Regions from separate parts of the Columba livia genome. Here region 2 is linked to region 1. A link is a contact called in public Hi-C data. All regions are on one chromosome and are shown on one strand. Each heading gives the region's core, a stretch centred on a gene start, on an enhancer-like site or on the middle of the called end of the contact. The rest is flanking DNA. Distances are from core to core; before and after follow the strand shown.

What was found. A called contact is a pair of places that touch in the nucleus more often than the background predicts.
Region 2: a contact with region 1 is called in a Hi-C map of crop, with 3 times the contacts expected there. The contact joins the promoter of CIBAR1 here to the enhancer-like site in region 1. A contact is called at or near these places in 2 of 2 Hi-C or Micro-C datasets (crop and liver).

The regions. Positions count from the first base shown.
Region 1 is chr2:136,535,323-136,538,022 of bColLiv1.pat.W.v2, forward strand. All of the region lies in intron 1 of RUNX1T1 (RUNX1 partner transcriptional co-repressor 1), which reads right to left. Among named protein-coding and RNA genes, the nearest start is that of RUNX1T1, 18 kb to the right of the region's middle. Within about 2 kb of position 1,324, at least 2 of the 3 cell types and tissues checked have an H3K27ac peak away from gene starts, as active enhancers do.
Region 2 is chr2:137,238,398-137,241,097 of bColLiv1.pat.W.v2, forward strand. CIBAR1 (CBY1 interacting BAR domain containing 1) reads left to right here and starts at 1,384. Exons shown (of 8, transcript XM_065053973.1): 1 at 1,384-1,518. The coding sequence starts at 1,487.

The DNA of each region.
Region 1 (2,700 bases), core at 74-2,573:
ATATAAGCAATAAATTTACCTTTCAGTTGTGCCTAATCATGAATTGCGTATTTTTCAATTGTTTGGACTTTAGCGTAACACTTTCCTTTTCCATAAACGCATACAACATTCCCTAAATTGTTGTTATTGTTTGATCTGATTTTTATGGCCATAAACTCATGCCCTTACCAAAACTGAAGAATCCTTCACTGACCAAGTGGCCCTATTAATTTCACTGAAATCATTTAAACATTAAGTTTTCTACTGAGTGACGATAGCACAATCTGGTTGAAATATGGACTTACAGCGGAACATTAAATTAACATCATATTTTGGATTCAGAATTACACACAGCAGCCATCTGTAAGATGTATTCATGTTTTGCTAACCTTTACTAATTTGGCCACTCAAAAAAAATTCTTATCAAATATGTTAAATTATATATAACAATTCTGTGTTAGTGTCTGCTGAATAGCATACTCCTTTTTCATGTCTGGTAAAAAAATTTTAAACCTCTTTCTGTAAAAAAAGTTCTTGCTCAAAAAGAAAAAAAGCACCCATCTGTCATCCACTTCACAATGAAGACATCACTTTAACTTACTACCCTCCCTTTGTTTCAGCCCCGTGTTCATTTTCTCTACATGCCACATTTTCCAAAATGATGGATACATTCTGCTATACCCATTCTAAGTTAATCTCCTTTTTCAAATTTATTTTTGCCTCCTGAATTGTAAACTGCTGCTGTTGTTCAAATGCAAAATTGTCTAAAGTCTGAACTTCACTGAAAGTAGAATGCCTCAAACAATTTGTAGTCTTACAAGAGTGTTATAAAGAAGGATCAACATGTTGTATTACCATGGAAATTTTGAAAAACATACTTTCCCAAACAAATATTACTTTTTCTCAATGGTATGAAGTAATGAAAACCACATGTGTAAATCTGCGATCCGTGCAGTAGTTCAAGCTGCAGCTAATAGAAAATACAGAGAGTGAACTCTGCCATATAAAGGATTCTTGTTACAGAAATATAATGTGAAAACCAGATGCAGACAGAAAACCTTAATCACAGATGGGAATGTAATCACTGGCATACAGAATACTTTTTTGATCAATCTCAACCATATGAGAAATGTATTTATTTTCTAAGGAATGCAATAACTCGGGAGAACCTTCTATTTGAATTCAGTTAACCTCATATTCATAGCGCTTTTATCTTATATGTGGAGAGAAGGGGGAATATAATCTGAGCCAAGATTTTTAGAAGAGCCATTGGCTCTGGCAAATCATTCTTGTATCAGCTTATCTTTCAAGGAATTAATAGGATGTAAAGACTACAAATATCAGGGTCAGCCTCAAAAGAAATCAGCCATTATTGCACTTCCTAGTTACTGCCAGAAATCCCTTCATCACCCAAGCACTTCCCTGGTTTAATTTTGCCCTTAATACATGGTTCTTCAGAAATACCAAGAGCAGCACACTGTTGCGCTGAAGTTCTGCGAATCAGAACTGCAGTCCTACACCAAATAACGTCCTTACTAATTCATAAAACCTGAAGGGTCATGGGTTCAAAACCCAAGTTTAATTTGGGCTTCCTTCTAACTGCTGGGAGTGACACCCTCCACCACACAACTCATGGGTGACAGCAGGGAACAACGGACCTCAGCACACCGCAGCCGTACAGTTACATCAAGCGTCTCAAGGCGGATTGCCTTCTACCAACCACCCAGACCAAGGCAGAAGCAAGATAAACCCTGTCAGTTTTCACTGCTGGTAACATTTCTGTTCAGCTTTTAAGAGACAGATACACTACAGAAACAGTAAACTCCTCAAAATACGGAAAGTGCCATTAAGATCTGAAAATTAGGTTCAGAATTCAGGTCATCGATATGCTACCAGCAGGATCTACCTATGCTCAGCATCTTGAAGCAACCACTCCTACAGTTCATCAGTCTCATGGAAGACTTTCATTTGCCTAAGTGAGTTTTACATCTGGTGGTTGGACTGTGACGTTAGACTGCAACATTTAAAAAAAGCTTATGCTAGGAAATAAAACTTAAGCAAGAAAAAGCGTTCAGAGACAACAGATCTCCAGGCAGCTGGGCAGCAGCAGTGGCAGCGTACCTCCTGATCCTGCTGCACTCTCTTCCTGGAGATACTTGCTTTACCCAAGGGCATCACAGCTCTTTACGTAGCACTGGCTGACTGTCACAGTTCGCAACTGAGCTTTTTAAGGTTACCCAAAGTTAGTATTCATTTATTTTAATAGTACTAAATACAATAAACTGCAATGATTTGGTATCTGTTACACCAGAGGGGAGAGGGAATGCCAAAAACTTTTGATGGGCACAAGGCAGGCAGATTCTCCCTTTCAGAGCCTCTGTGTTCCATTACCATCATCCTATTTTACATACCTCCAGTACAGGGACACAGTTTCTTCAGGACCCTACTGCAGGACTTCCAGCAATGGCTCATCACAGGTGTTCATCAGTCTAATTCTGCTAAAGTTCCTGGAAATTTGGATGCCTGTATGCTAAGTGAAATCTGAAGTAAACTACTTGCTTTTTCCCTCCTATGTTAACAACTTGAAAACCACCTGATGAAAATACTTGGATTCCAGTACTGCAACAGAAGATTTTTCAACCATCTTATCTGTTCTGCCATTTAACTTCAAATTTCTGAGACTCTGGCACCGAGAGATAGTGCAGAAGTCAATTGTTAATA
Region 2 (2,700 bases), core at 134-2,633, 700 kb after region 1:
TAAACATCATAGCCTCTCATCTCAAGCCTGCAGGCCTAAGACTTTAAGGCCTTCAGGTAACAGTGGTCCTCTCACCCCAACAGCCTCTGTCTGAAGGACATTTTGGGATTAGATGTATTAGTCTGCTACGTCCTTAAGGGCTGCAAACCTCTGGGGTGAGTTTTACCATTTCACAAATTTTCTTTCAGGAAAAAATGGCACCACTTCGTTTTAGCTTAGTTGGTGCAAACCACTGAAAAGATCTAAATAGAACCTCATTATTGGAAGAGTAGTTGGCTTTACATGAACTAAAGCTTCAGCTTAAGTGATCTAAATAATCAACTTTTAACAGAAAAAAATTATGAAAGGTTAAAAAACGCATCTTAACAAAATCAGTTTATATTCACATGTTCAGACAAGCCTATAAAATCTTCCCATGCATGCTTACACTTGTCTAAGTACTTAACTCTTGTGCATTTTTTAGTATTTTTGAGCGTGTTTGCACGGGGCACAGCACAGTTCTGCCCTCCTTCCTCCAGAGCCTCTTCTGTGTTCACCCTGCACAACCCCTGCTGGGGCTGACCCCGCAGCCTTGTTCTGGCGTTGAGGCAGGGTGATAACCACACGGTCCCAATGCATTATCCTTACAGAGAGGGAATTTGGGATTTTTTTTAAGTGCTTTTGTTTGTTTGTTTCCTGTTTTCAAAGACCTTTCCTGGTGCCCCATGGGATGTTCCCCCACGACCGCCCAACCCCAGCACTGTCCCTCAACAGCCGCAGGCCGCTGGGCTGCTTCCCTGGTGCTTTCTCACTTGCCCAGCCAAGACGTGCCAGAAAAACAGTATTCACCAAAAAAAATCTGATTTTTTTTTTTTTTTTTTTTTTTTTTTTTAAATGAGACAGTCTCAGCCCTTCCTGCTTTCTGTCCTATCATGATGAGGGAGCCAGGGTCTTCTCCATGACAACCAACGAGGGGCAATGGGTTCAAACTGTAACACAAGAGGTTCCACTCAAATAAGAGAAGAACCTTCTTCTCAGTGAGGGTGGCAGAGCACTGGAACAGGCTGTCCAGGGGGGTTGTGGAGTCTCCTTCTCTGGAGACATTCAAAACCCGCCTGGACACATTCCTGTGTAACCTCATCCAGGTGTTCCTGCTCTGGCAGGAGGATTGGACTAGATGACCTTTTGAGGTCCCTTCCAATCCCTGACATTCTGTGACTCTGCTACTGCGGGACTTCTCCTGGGGCAGCCAGCTCGGAAACGGGACGGCTCAGCCCCTGCCCACCGGCGCGCTCGGGCCCTGACGACCCTTCGGCCGCCGGAGGGGACAGAGGTGCGTGTCTTCATAGCCCGGCCAGCCCCCCCAGCCCGCCACGAAGCCGCCCGCCCTTACCCAGGCCTGCGGGGCGGGGGCGGGGCGGGGGCGGGGCGCGGGGAGGGCGGTGTCCATGGAAACCGGGCGCACGCGGAGCGCCGCCCTCCTTCCCGCCGGGCTGCCGCCGCCGCCATGATGCTGCTGGGCCGCGGGCTGGACGCCAGGTAACGGGACGGTGAAGGGCGAAGGAGGCCCCGGGTTGTCGCCGTTTCGTCGCTTGTTGCGGGTCCCTGCCCGCCCCCGAAGGGCTGCTCCCGGGGGGTGGCGGGGCGGGGGCTGGCTGCGTGGCCTGGCCTCGCCGGGCAGAGGGGGAGGCCGTGTTCCAGTCAGGGTACCGGGGAGCGGCGTGGGGGTCTGGGGCGATGCGGGCCCAGTTCCCCTTAAGGCAGCTGAGCGCCGTAGGGGTGGGGGATCCGCCTCTTTTCCTCCGGTAGAGGCCGCAAAACTTTTCTAGTTTAACGGGCTGTGCAGAGGTGAAGTAAAGACTTGGCGATTTTATTGGGCCTCTCAGTGACAATTTTGTGGCTGCCTCTGAGCGGTCACAAATAATTAGGAGGGGAGAAAATAAAACCTTTTCACACCCTCATCTAAGGAAATGTAGTGTTTCATGTCCCAAAATTCATTGTATGGGAGTACTGTGAGATCAAAATTGTAAAGCGGGTGAGGAAACATGCTTGTGGCTTCCCCCTGGGAGAGGAACACTTTCTGACATGAAGGCCTTACAATAAAATAGGAAAGATGTACCATTTTTGAGAATTTACCACATAGTATTAATTTTGAAAAACAACTGGGCTGCATCAAAAGAACTGTGACCAGCAGGTCGAGGGAGGTGATTCTGCCCCTAAACTCTGCTCTTATTTGGCTCTGGGGCTCCCAACGTGAGAAAGACATGGACCTGTTGGAGCGACTCCAGAGGAGGCCATAAAGATGATCAGGGGGCTGGAACAACTCTGCTTGAAGACCGGCTGAAAGAGTTGGGGTTGTTCAGCCTGGAGAAGGCTCCGGGAGCAGCCTTCCAGTACCTAACAGGGATCTACAAGATCTACAAGAAAGCTGACTCTTGACAAAGGCATGTAGTGATAGAACAAAGGGTAGTGGCTTTATACTGAAAGAAGGTAGATTTAGATTAGCTATAAGGAAGAAATTCTTCACCATGAGGGTGGTGAGACACTGCAACGGGCTGTCCAGAGAAGCTGTGGATGCCCCATCCCTGGAAGTGTTCAGGCCAGGCTGGATGGGGCTTTGAGCCACCTGGTCTAGTGGAAGGTGTCCCTGCCCATGGCAGGGGGTTTGGGACCAAATGATCTTTAAGGTCCCTTCCAACCCAAACCGTTCTATGATTCTGA